Regions from separate parts of the Mus musculus genome. Here regions 1 and 2 are each linked to region 3. A link is a contact called in public Hi-C and HiChIP or PLAC-seq data. All regions are on one chromosome and are shown on one strand. The core of a region is the stretch at or near the end of the contact, and the rest is flanking DNA. Distances in the headings are between cores, read along the strand shown.

The links. A called contact is a pair of places that touch in the nucleus more often than the background predicts. HiChIP or PLAC-seq counts read pairs in DNA pulled down with a chosen protein or histone mark.
Region 1: a contact with region 3 is called in a Hi-C map of cortical neurons, with 2.9 times the contacts expected there. The contact joins the enhancer-like site here to the promoter of Ccdc92b in region 3. A contact is called at or near these places in 3 of 484 Hi-C or Micro-C datasets (the G1E-ER4 cell line, cortical neurons and embryonic stem cells), 3 of 115 datasets of contacts at active chromatin or transcription factors (all in embryonic stem cells) and 3 of 9 other capture datasets (adipose tissue, liver and pancreatic islet).
Region 2: a contact with region 3 is called in an H3K4me3 HiChIP or PLAC-seq map of embryonic stem cells, with 17 read pairs. The contact joins the enhancer-like site here to the promoter of Ccdc92b in region 3. A contact is called at or near these places in 2 of 115 datasets of contacts at active chromatin or transcription factors (both in embryonic stem cells) and 2 of 9 other capture datasets (adipose tissue and pancreatic islet).

Annotation. Positions count from the first base shown.
Region 1 is chr11:74,524,023-74,528,153 of GRCm38.p6, forward strand. The region is part of intron 2 of Rap1gap2 (RAP1 GTPase activating protein 2); the gene reads right to left. Among named protein-coding and RNA genes, the nearest start is that of Rap1gap2, 64 kb to the right of the region's middle. Within about 2 kb of position 2,674, at least 36 of the 459 cell types and tissues checked have an H3K27ac peak or open chromatin away from gene starts, as enhancers often do. A contact at or near this core is called in the G1E-ER4 cell line and cortical neurons, where this site is marked.
Region 2 is chr11:74,707,959-74,712,647 of GRCm38.p6, forward strand. The region is part of intron 1 of Pafah1b1 (platelet-activating factor acetylhydrolase, isoform 1b, subunit 1); the gene reads right to left. Among named protein-coding and RNA genes, the nearest start is that of Pafah1b1, 14 kb to the right of the region's middle. Within about 2 kb of position 2,898, at least 4 of the 459 cell types and tissues checked have an H3K27ac peak or open chromatin away from gene starts, as enhancers often do. A contact at or near this core is called in embryonic stem cells, where this site is marked.
Region 3 is chr11:74,617,555-74,621,704 of GRCm38.p6, forward strand. Ccdc92b (coiled-coil domain containing 92B) reads left to right here and starts at 2,051. Exons shown (of 4, transcript NM_001013784.1): 1 at 2,051-2,292. The coding sequence starts at 2,208. Gm50590 (a long non-coding RNA gene) reads right to left here and starts at 3,305. Exons shown (of 3, transcript XR_001780261.2): 1 at 2,975-3,305; 2 at 2,712-2,854.

The DNA of each region.
Region 1 (4,131 bases), core at 1,424-3,923, 93 kb before region 3:
CGGGGGGGTGTGGGGGAGGACTGTATCAAAGAGCAGAGGGGGCTGCAAATGAACTCCAGTACCCTGGACTTCTGGTGAGCTCAGCTCCTAGCTACCACTAGAGCTAGGGCAGAAAGAAGCAGCCCCAAGGTGATTCCAAAATGCACCTGGTCTATTTATGAAGCATCCATTAGCAATGGCCTTGGGCCCTGGTGAGCCTCCTGAGTGGTGGGGGATCACAGATACAGCCATGGACTTCTATTTATAACCGGACAGGAGTGACCCACCCCCCAAAGCCCCACCCATGGGTTAGGCAGCTAGGCAGCTGCGAGGATTTCATCAGGGGTGACTTCAGAATCTGCCTGGGGGAAAGAATGGGAAGTGAGTGTTCTCAAATGGGGAAACAAAAATAGCTTTGGCCCAGGGTGCAGGGCCTCTGGAGCCCCTGGGAGCACTTAGCACCTCCAGGATAATTGATGGACAGCTTCAGCTACAGGGGGCAGGGAGGGTGGCCCAGCATGGGGTATATTTTATTCACGAACAGGGAAAGGTAAAATCTGAATGGAAAGTCTGCCTGCAGCTGGTGAGCAGTGTAAACAGCTCCCACCCATCCCCCACTGCCCAGGAGTTAGTTCAGGTCAAGTGCACAGCAGGTACAGAGGCATTAGAAGAAGGTGCAAAATCTCTCCACCATTATACATTCTTGTTTTGGGATTCTAGGCTCTCTCAGCTCCCCCAAAGTCCCAAGGTGGCAAAAAAAAAAAAAAAAAAAAAAACACCAAGTTTCTCCAAAACATCAGCAACTTTCTCCAAACACCAGAACGTGAGCCCTGTTTCTTTCCACCGTCACCAAGCCTGTCACCAACTCGATTCTGCCTGGCGTCACCCATAGCCCGCAGCCATGTACCCAACCCAGGAAACACAAAGGGGCAAGGAAATCAATGTCAAGTTCCTCACACCCGTCTCTTCTAGGCTTGGTGCTCTACCAACATCTATTAAACAAGATGAATCCAGTCTTGCAAGAGACAACTGAGGACAGACAAGGAAGGCTATCCTCAGTCTATCGTTATCCAACCAGGTCATTTCTAACTGCAAAGAGCTAACACACACCTCATTGCAAATAAGCCCATGTCCAACAAACACATAAAGTGTGGCCCAGACAGTTGCGTCCCAGCATTGGCCAGCCTGTGCCACCTTCTCAACCTTTAGTCTTAAGGTCGAACTGTCAATTATTTACTTCTACATTTGTGGTCCTTGCATCAGCTTGCGTTTTTACCGACATTGAAACATTGGTATCAGTGTAGTGAAAACAAGCACGCTCATTAGACCGACCTCCATACTGATCTCACTCATTCAGAAAAACAGGTGACTTGGAAGTTTCAGTCAGGCATTTGCACCAAACCAAGGCATGGTCTTTGAAAAAACCAAAAATCACAGTTTGAAAGAGAAGTGGAAAGGGGACATTTTTCACATGAGTGACTGGAAAATATTCTCAGGTCACTTTTTAGTAGACCGAGACATGGTCAAGGCCATAGGGACTAAAGATACGGAAGACAGGGGTGGTCACAGAGGGGATCTCTTTCTGGGTCCCATCCCATACCTTACCCCAGCAGTATCCTCATTTACCATCCTTAAAGCCCACAGTCCTCAAAAACAAAGTGCCAGGCAGCCGCCCCCCCCCCATATCCCCACCCCCACACCCCACCCCCGTGTAGGGGAAACTCAAAGACTGGTGGAGCCTAGGAGGAGGAATGCAAGCAAGTTAATCATGAACAGAGGACAGACAGCTGCACCGTCACGCTCAGGGCCGGACACACAGACACGCATGCCTACTCCTAAAGAAAAGGGCTTTCTGAGTCTGTAAACTGGCTGCAGAAACGCATTCACATGAAGGCCAGAAGGTAGTCAGCACGCCTGGTCTCAGAGACAGTCCCCAGCTGACAACTCCCACCTTAGGCTGGCACTGCTCTGAAACAAAGCAAATAAGAAAGATTCGGGCACCTGGAGCTTTTGAAGCCAGGGTACAGCCAGATGCAGTGCTCCTCCCTTTCTGCAGGAATAGAGTCTCCAGCTAACCTCTGCATCATCAACCCTTTAAGGAAAAGCAGCAGTTTAAAAAAAGAAGAAGAAGAAGAAGAAGAAGAAGAAGAAGAAGAAAGAAAGAAAGAAAGAAAGAAAGAAAGAAAGAAAGAAAGAAAGAAAGAAAGAAAGAAAGAAAGAAAGAAAGAAAGAAAGAAAGAAAGAAAGAAAGAAAAAACCTCAGGGACTGGAGAGATGGCTCAGCGTTTAAGAGCCTTGTCTGATGCTCCTTCCGAGGTCATGAGTTCAATTCCCAGCAACCACATTGGTGGCTCACAAACTATACTAGGATCTGATGCCCTCTTCTGGCAATCACGTGTATAGGTAGAGCACACATGTATGATAGATAGATAGATAGATAGATAGATAGATAGATAGATAGATAGATAGATAGATGATAGATAGATAGGAAAAAGATTCTAGCTTTAAAAGAAATATCTCAAACAGCATAGTACATCACCACCACACCCTTCTACTTTGAGGGACATGTATGTACACACATTCTTGGAGAAACCACTCCTCAGCCTCCCTCTGGCACCTTACACCTCACACCTGTGCCCTAGGAACCGCACTGCCTTCTTTCTTGGCAGGTATACCAGCGCCCCCTCCTGGGCAGCAACACAGTTACACTATCAGACAAGAAAAAAGAAAACTCGTGAGGGAGACAGGAAGGCAGACGGAGGGTGGGAAGAGGGAAAGACTGAGAAGGTCATTCGAGGTGGGAGAGCAGTTTCCATTTTGAAAGGAGAGAGAGGAAGAGTCTTTGCCAGCACACCAACTCTCCTCTCGACAGCTAACAGCTCCTCCCAGGGCTGGCAACAGCCCCTAAAAGGGCCCATACCCACAGTGACAGCTACAGGAAGCCATCCACAGGCAAGACGCTAAACAAGCCTTAGGAACCTTATAGGAACCGCTGCCCAACCCCATGCTCCCAGAAACACACACCCCGAAAGCAGCGGTCCTGCAGGAAGCCAGCCAACCAAGCAGAGGCCCCGCCCCAAGCCAGCTCGAATTTTTGGAAACAGGTCTAGGAAAGCGTGTGGCATTTCCGAACTCCCAGGGAAGGAAACCACACGGAGGAAACCCACGGAGCCTGCTCCAGCTGGGCATCCAGCCCTTCACATCCCTTGGGTGCCCAGAGTCTAGGGAAAGCACTCCAGGTGTGATTTCAATCAGAACTTCCCAGATATCTACTCAGGGGATCAAAAGAGTGTTTAGAAGGAAGAGAGGAATGCTTAAAATACTGCTTGAGTTTCTCAAAATACTTAAAATTCATGTTCTCTCTCTCCCTCCCTTGCAGATTTCCTGATTTTTGCTAAGCTGTGTGACTGATTTTTTTCCCCACACTGGGAACATTTGAATGAAATTCTTTGGAGTACCCAGACTCTGAGGAACGTTAGACAGTGCTTTTTTAGCATGGAGGTTTCCCAGGACTCATTCCAGGAAACAAAGAGCTTGTTTGGCCAAGTAACCTACAGTGCTACCTTTCCTCCCAGGGTCCCCTGGCCCCCATCTTAATCGTCACAAAACTCTCAGTGGCTGCTACCTGTTAAGCCCTTTGCAACCACAGAAGTCTCCACGGCTGAGGCAAGTCTCAGGGAAGCTGTCTCTCCATAATATTAGTAACATTGCTTAGCAACAACACCCTTCGAAGCAAGAACCGGCAGACTCTCCAAAAACCTTCTCTGCCTGGCTCTACAAAGAACGGAGTGGATTCTAAGACATGTATTATTTATATACTATCTCACATGCCCAGTCACAGTCTGGGCTTGACTGTCTGGGAGATGAAGAATTATACCGATGTGACTTTGTGCTTGTTTGCTTGCTGTTACTGTAACGACCTTGGTTACACATTTCTTTTAAATGCCTTATGGTGTTGTCCTTTTCAAAGGCAATCTCACATAACCTTTCCATGGCAATTCAAAACCATTCGTATCAATATCAGCTTCTATGGTAATACAGCTAGCTAGGTGCAGTTGTGGGCAGACAGCCATTGAGATGAACAGCCATTTGGCCCTACATTTTGTGGCCCCCAAATAACATTACGATACTACAGCCTGAGAATCAACAGAC
Region 2 (4,689 bases), core at 1,648-4,147, 91 kb after region 3:
GGTTTAGACACACCCTGCATCATCATCTCTCTCTCCCCCTCCCTGTCTCCCCCACAGAGAGAGAGGGGGGGGGAAGGTTTTGTTTTTGGTTTTGTTTTTTTGTTTTTGGTTTTTCGAGACAGGGTTTCTCTTTATAGCCCTGGCTGTCCTGGAACTCACTTTGTAGACCAGGCTGGCCTCGAACTCAGAAATCTGCCTGCCTCTGCCTCCCGAGTGCTTCGATTAAAGGTGTGCGCCACCACGCCCGGCAAGAGAGAGACATCTTATGTAGATGTTGAGGATACAAACTCAAGTTGTTATGGTTATGCCACAATAAGCACACTACCCCCTGAAATATGTCCCCAGCCCCAAGATGTTTTCTCTAGGGTATGATCTTGATCCTATAGGCTGATCTCACAGCAACTGCTCATAAGTTATAAAAGTAGTATTCCTCAACTGGTTTCTAACTATTATCCACACTTATGTTTGTCTCCATTTGTACAAATAACTTAGAAATGGAGCTAGCAAGATAGCTCTGCAGGTAAAGGTGCTCACCATCAAACCTAATGATCTGCATTCCACGCATCCCACAGAGTGGAAGGGGAAATCCAACTCCTGAAAACTGCTCTCTGACCTCCATACAGGAGCTAGGGCACACAAGCAAATGTACATGCAAAAAACACACAATTATAAAAAAATGTTAGTAGTGACTGCCCTTAAGAAACTTACCAAATAACTGAAGATGTGAGCTAAATGTATTTATTATGTCTTGACAGGCTCTATACTGTAACATAAAGCTTAACAAAATACAATCCACTAAAGGGACACACAATACAGTTAAAAGATAGAAGGCTAGGGATAGGAAGGCAGGGTAAAAACACTAACAGAACTGTTGTTATAACTGACCATGTCAGCATTATAAACTAAAAGATTTTAAAAAGAGATAAAATTGGCTGACAATTCTTTGAGGCAGGTTTTGGAAAAGGAAATAATGTGGAAAAAATAAAGTGCAAATTTTGAGTAGTTAGGAAATACAGCCTTACTATAAAGGCTAAAGATAGCAAACAGCTGGGAAAGGCAGTCACCAGTGTTATCTGTACTCTAATAAATTCCAGAAGGTGAGAAGTGACAAAGACATGTTAACTCTCATACGGTCAAAGAAAACAAATAAATACTTCTAAATAAAGGTGAATTGTGTTTGAGAAAAAGGCAAAGCTGTATTTATTACAGGAATTAGTAAAACCCATAACACTAAGAAGGTGCAGTAGAACACACCCCAGCTCTTGGAGGCTGAGATCAAAGTTTGAACTGGGCTACACAGCAAAACAAATCACCAAAACAACAACAAAACTTTTTCCCTATATTTATTTTACGCTGAAATCTGAATCCTGGTTTGTAGGAACTGTATTCTGTCAAAGCAATTTATTTCTAGCAGTTTATCTGAGTTTCTCTTATACTCTACACCAAGCAGGATGGCACACATGTTTAATCAATCCCAGTACTCCAGAGGCAGATCTCTGCAAATTCAAGGCCAGCCTGGTCTTGTATCAAGTTCCAAGCCAGTCAGGGGTACACAGTGAGCAGGATTATACCAATTTTAAATTCTGCTTAAAGTCTTTCTAGAATCTGAGGGTATAAAACACTATCTGGCATTTTGCACAGAACCCCATGATTTATATAGTTTTAGGTCTTGTTAATAATCATTCAACTGCACTGTGGGGTGGTCCTCAATAATCTGGATACAAAAAAGGTATGAATCATAAACTAATTTCTATAGAGAACAATACAAGTTATAAACTTTTTTTTTAGTTTTTTTTATAATTCACTTTTATTTTATGTACATTGGTAGTTTGCCTACGTGCATGTCTTGTCTCTGTGTGAGGGTGTTGGATCCACTGGAACAGGAGTTAACTGTCATTATAAACTGCCATGTGGGGCTGGTGAGATGGCTCAGTGGGTAAGAGCACCCGACTGCTCTTCCGAAGGTCAGGAGTTCAAATCCCAGCAACCACATGGTGGCTCACAACCATCCGTAACAAGATCTGACTCCCTCTTCTGGAGTGTCTGAGGACAGCTACAGTGTGCTTTACATGTAATAAAGAAATAAAGAAAGAAATAAATCTTTAAAAAAAAAAATAAAATAAAATAAACTGCCATGTGGGTGCTGGGAATTGAACCCAAGTTCAACTGAGGAACAGCCAATGCTCTTACCCATTAAGCCATTATTATTATTATTATTATTATTATTATTATTATTGAGACAGGGTCTTACTGTGTAGACCCTGAACCTAGATATCTTTCCTTATCCTTACTGCTAAGATTAACAGTTGAGCTTTGTTCACATGGTGTTCAGGTTGATCTGAAAGGAGACCATACAAATATAAATATAGGTTAAAAACTTTTTTAAAAAATTTATTTATTTTATATGTGAATACACTACACTATAGCTGTTTTCAGACACACCAGAAGAGGGCATTGGATCCCATTATAGATGGTTGTGAGCCACCATGTAGTTACTGGGAATTGAATTCAAGACCTCTGGAAGAGCAGTCAGTACTCAAGCTCTGAGCCATCTCTCCAGCCCTTTTTTTTTTTAAACTCAGGGTTTTTTTTTTTTTTTCTAGATTTATTTTATTTTATGTACATGAGTACACTTTTTACTCTCTTCAGACAGATCAGAAGAGAGCATCGGTTGTGAGCCGCCATGTGGTTGCTGGGAGTTGAACTCAGGACCTCTGGAAGAGCTATCAGTGCTCTTAACCACTGAGCCATCTATCCTTCCCCTAAAAACTTTTTAGTTATACAAAGCCAAAAAAAATATATTTACAAACTTAGCTGTAGCAGGATTTTCCCTGTCCAGTTAATTTAAATATTACTGAAGCAGGAGGCCTGTGATTGGACAGGGAAAAGGGAGGTGGAGCTAAGAGTTGCAGGGACAGAGGGCGGACTTGGAAGAGAGAAGAGGAAGCAAGATGGAGGCCAACAAACAAGATGATTCAGATTCAGCATGGCTTTAAATAGCCACAGGTACATATAATTTCACATTGGGATAAAATAATAGGAGTAGATTGTCTAATGAAGGTGGGCAGCTTGTATCATTATCAATTGGCCCTGAAATTATTGGGTGGGCATCTTGTGAATTGAGAACTTATTGTTATATATATATATGACTAGTTAATTATAAGCTTCAAGAGTTTTGATTTTACCATGTTACTGGGTATTGTGATATCTAACCCCAAGGTGGGCGATGATTGCATGGGGTTGGCATGACAATGGCCCGCCAAGGGAAATTACTGAGTCAGGTAGAGACATCTTGAGAGCCCTGGGCCAGAGAGTGCTGAGACGAGAACGCCCTGCTGGAGCCAGGTGGCCCACCGGTGCACAGAGTAGCACAGGAATACATCATTTTCTTTTTATTATTTCCTGCAAAACTTAGTCTGACTTGAAACCTCTAGCTAAGTAAATGAATAAACTCAGGTTTTCAAGGTCAGGAAATGAGGGGGGGAAAGGAGAAAGTTCAGGGATTTATAATCTGAAATTGATGCTAACAATTTTAATTATTCTATATTTAAATCCAAATCATAAAAATTACTAAGAGAAAAACATTTTAATTAATCTAAGGATGAATTCTGCATGCAAAAACAATCTCATCTGCAAATACTTTACCCATATTCACACCAGCATTCTAAACAGTGCAATGTTAAAACAGTAACAGTTGTTTTCTGAGAACTATCTTTAAAATACTCAGGCTGGAACAATGGCTCAGTGGTAAAGAGCACCGACTGCTCTTCTGGAGGTGCTGAGTTCAAATCCCAACAACCACATGGTGGCCCACAACCATCCGTAACAAGACCTGATTCCCTCTTCTGGTGTGTCTGAAGAAAACTACAGTGTACTTACATACAATATATTAAAAAAACACACACACTCTCTACTAGGTGAAGTATCACTCACACTGTTTCCTGATATGCACTTAATATAAAAAACCAGGACAAGAGAGATGGCTCAGCAGGTGAAAGAAGCTCATCACCTCAATCTTGACCACCTTATCTCTAATCTCAGGACTCACAGGTAGAAGGAAAGAAACAACTAGAAGTTAAGTTTTTCTGTAAATATTACACACACACTTACTTTTTGCTTTGGGTTTTTGTTTTATTTTGTTTTAAGGCATATATAGCCAGGTGTGGTAGGTAGCACATACCTTTAATTCTACCACTCAGGAGTCAGAAGCATGCAGATTTTTGAGTCTGAGGCCAACCTAGTCTACAAAGAAATTTCCAGGACAGGCAGGGTTATAAAATGAGATCCTGTCTCAAACAAAGAAACAAAAAAGGAATATAAACAAACAGGAGGCATGTAGCTAAGAAGAAACAAGACAGGATTGAGAATAGGTACAAAAGGGATATATATAATTGCAACTGTAATACTTTATTCTTTTAAAGCTTTGATAGTAGTTACATAGGCATTTTGTTACATAATTTTTTCTGTATGCATAATGTATTATATAATAAAAAACAAAATGATGTTAGCAATAGAGCAGGTAAAAACCACTACCTGTTCTATCAGAGGACCCAAAGTTGATTCCCAACAACCATATCATAGAGCTCACAACACCTGTCTTTCAGTTCCAGAGGACAGTTCCTACTCCAGCCTCTGTGGACTCCTGCATTCACATGTATAAATCCAAACACAGACACATAATTTAAAAAT
Region 3 (4,150 bases), core at 801-3,300:
GGAGGAAAAGGAAGAGAAGAAGGGGGAGCTCAGAGAAGCTAAGAGTTTTCTAGAATTTTCTAGAATTATTCAGCTGCTAGAGGTAGTATAGCTAATATCAGAGTTTCAGATTCTTTCATACCATGTCTTTTGGAGACGGAAAACATTTTTTAAAGTTCTGATACCTCATACAATTGAGTGCATTAGTTAGTTTATCATAATCTGTATCCCCACAGGAGACCCTCACAGCTTAGGAATGCTGTCCTGTAAGGGCAGGAAGGAATTGAGAACAGGACCCACTGGCCTTCCCAACCAGAAATTACTTACGCATGCTGAAAACCAGCCTAGAGCAGAGCTACAAACTACAGATCATGTGAGGTTCGAACAAAACACAAGCACCTATTAAATACAAAGTGCCAGTCAAAACAGCTAAGACTTTCAATTCTGCCATGAGAAGCTAAAGTTTTTATTCATTGACACCCAAGTCCACTTAAGCCTAAGAGATTTACAAGAGAGCTGAGTGTGGTGGTGTATGCATGTAATGCCAGCACTCAGGAGGCTAAAACAGGAGGATCTGGAGCTTAAGGTCAGCCCAGGCTACAAAATGAGTTCAAGGCCAGTTAGGACTAAGTGACACCTTATTTAAAAGAAGAAGAGGAAGAGGAAGGAAGAAGAGAAAATAATCTTGAGATGGTAATGCACACCCTTATACTCAGAACTCAGGAAACAGGCATGAGGATCTCTGTGAATTCAAGGCCAGCCTGGTCTATGAAGCAATAGAGTTCCAGGCCAGCAAGAGCTACACACATAGTTTTTTTTTTGTTTGTTTGTTTTTTTTGGTTTTTCGAGACAGGGTTTCTCTGTATAGCCCTGGCTGTCCTGGAACTCACTCTGTAGACCAGGCTGGCCTTGAACTCAGAAATCCGCCTGCCTCTGCCTCCCGAGTGCTGGGATTAAAGGCGTGCGCCACCACGCCCGGCTAGCTACACACATAGTAACGCCTTGTTTAAAAGCAAAATTAAGGCCTTGTAGAAATTTGGCTCAACAAGAAAGTAAATATTTGGCTTGTAATGGAGTGAGGTATTCCAGACCAAACTTTAGGTCTGAGTCCTTAAAGACCACCTCTCCCTTCAGCATGATAAGGTAGGATTGGAAATGTGTTGCCTTTGGGAACTCCGAGCCTCCTGAACCCCTGTCATCAACCATCATGTGTACAGGTGTCTAGTGAGCCCCCACACTATAGTGAGCACTGTACAGGTATTAACTCATTTAATTCTCACAACAACCCAATGGTGCACTCCATACACCACCATCTCTCCAGAGAAGAGAAAGATGCTGATGGTGCCAGAACTCTAAGATGAGCAGAGTAACTCTAGAAATCTGTTTACAGAAGAAAGGAAAAGGAGGAGGAGGAGAAGAAGGAAGAGGAGGAGGAGAAGGAGGAGGAGGAGGAGGAGGAGGAGGAGGAGGAGGAGGAGGAGGAGGAGGAGGAGGAGGAGGAGGAAGAGACCCGGCTCAACACCAATAGTGCCTTATGCGCCTTATACTTTTTACGGACTTTGGAATTTATAAAAGATCTTTTCTTGATTCTGGGTACCATCATATAAGAGGTGAGGTGATTCACCCAAGGTCACAAAACTAGTGAGACATCTGGCACAGCTTTGCTGCTGCCTCTACCAGGAACACATTTTCAGACTATCCAGCAGCTCTCGAATACCCCAGCTCGTGGGTACCCCAGCAGGCAGCGGGCGCTGCCTCACTTAGAGAGGCGGAGCGGATCCTGGCCTGTGGGCCTGGGCGCTGTCCGCGGTGCTGATCGGTCGCCGCGTCCCTGCTCGCCTAGTCGTCTGTGGTGTCTCGGGCTCCCTCCTCAGCTCCCAGCCAGGGCCGGATCCGAGGATTCTGCTGCTCGCGGGGTGCGAAGGCCCGGATCCTGGGGCTCCCCGAGGTCCCAGGGTTCCCCTCCCCCGCCCCAGCCTCCCCTCCCCCCGCCCCGCCCACGGCCCCTCCCCGAGCGCCCCAGGTCCCTCCCTTCCCCCTTATCTCTCCCACCCCCCGCCCCCTCCAGCTCGTTCGCCAGTTCCGGTCACGTTGCTGGGTGTTTACGCCCGAAGCCTGCCCTAGGCCCCCCACCTCTGCGCCCCGGAGCCCCCCAGAGCCCTGGAGTCCGCACCCCACAGCCTCGCAGCAGTTGATGGCGCCGCAGCCGGGCCGCGCTCTGCGGATCCATGAGCGCAGCTAGCGCGGGAGAAGAGCTCTTCCAGAGACCCAGCGAGGCCCGGGCCGGGCCCGGCGGCTCTCTCGGGTCCGCAGGTGAGCAGGCCGGCGGTGGGTGTAGAGGGTGGGCGCTGGCTGGGTGATCAGGGTGATGAAGAGAGCCCCTGAGCTCCGGCTCCGCCTGGAGGGCTGCGCGGGGTCTGGCACCGCAGCGCGCGAGAGGCGGGCAGGACGCGGGCTGCTGGCAGAAGTTGTCCTCCGCCGCCAGACCCGAGCCCTTCCCGGCATTGGCAGGGGGTCCAAAGCAGTCCAGACCACCACTCGCACCGTTCTGCCTGCTCTTCGTATCCTGGCTGGTTCCTCTCTTCCCTATACCCTGTGGTATCCATAACCCTCAACCCTGCCCCCCACCCTGCAGACCCCCTAGTTCTGGGTGTCAAATTCGAGGCATAAACTACAGAGCATCAAGATTGAAAGGTGGGTCAAGTTTTTCCCGACACCCCACTCCCATGTACCTGAATCCTCAGCAATGCTGAGGTTGGGGTTGTGGGATCTTCAGTGGAGCGGGGAGCCAGAGTTGAGGGGTGTCTGGGAGGAGGGACTCTGTAGTGCGGAGGATCACAGGTCCTTAGAGAATGTCTCTGCTACCAGCCCCCACCTTGCAGACAGAGTCCCAGACACTTGTCAAAGGCCAGATCTTGGTTCCAGACTCGTCCTCAGGAGAGCCAAGGACTTAGAGGGGGTGGCAGAGTAATTATTTTTTAATACGTGTACTCACTTGCCCTGGTGATTCCCAGTAAGACTCAATTCATTCTCTCGGCTTCACTCTTGGCTGTGTGGTTTGTTTCTTGCAAGGAATTCCCAGAGTCCAAACTGCCCGCAAGAAGGCTCTAAAATGCAAAGGAGAAGTCAGATTTCAGGAGACAGAAACTGGGTGGAGTGTAGGAAGCTAGGGCATGGCTGTACAGGGAGAGAGTTTATCTGGAGAGCAAGAGGTAGAATCCAAAAAACAACAACAAAAAAGAGGTTTAGCCAGCAGATGTAAAGTGTGGCTGCCTTCTGAGGAGCTATGTGTTACAGGGTGAGTGCCTCAAAGTGTCTCCTAGGTGTCAGCACAGTTGTGCATGTCCGGCAAAGGGCTTTACCTCTCTGGGGTCCTGTTTCTTCATCTCTGGAGTGGATGTACTAGTAGGACCATCAGTGTACAGATGAGTTAGTGTGTATGGAGCTGAGGACGGTACTGAGAGTTAGTGTGTGCTAGCATTTGTGCCTGGGTCTTCAGGCCTGGACCTAGGAAGGCTTCTGAGATCTGTGCTCCTCTTGCCATGGGCTTCTGAGTCAGATGATGAAGAGGAATAATGACTAAGAAAAATAAAGAACATATAGATTCGTTTATCCACTCATCCATAACTCAGCCTCTCCCAGCTCATAGATCTACTTTGGCTTTAGGAAACAACAAAAAAATTAGCATTTACCTAGAAACAAGGAGCCAAGGAGATATGCATTCTTAAAGAACATCAAGAATGGTATAGAGATATTCGTTGACCGGACAGATGTTTTTGGCTCCAAAGAGGAAAAGAAGCAGTCAGAGTGAAATTGAAACTGGGACAAGACATCAGTCAAGGCATAAGACGGGGCACATGGAAACTCCGTGGGATACGAGAGCAGGAGGCTCCCAGGGGCCAGGCTGATCCTCTCCCACATGCTACGCTGGCTTGAAGGAAGGATGGGGCAGAAAAGAACTGGGGAGCAAGGAACAAGCTGAAAGGTGGAGGGGCTAAGGAGAAGTGTAAACATCTCAGGGAAATTGAAAATTCACTGGGGTATGGTTGGCATATGCCTGCAGTCTCAGCGTTAAGGATGCTGAGGCAGGAAGATTGCTATGAGTTGGAGGCCAGCCTGGGTTATATAGCAGGTTCTTGTCCATCGTGGACTACAGAGTGAGGCCATTTTA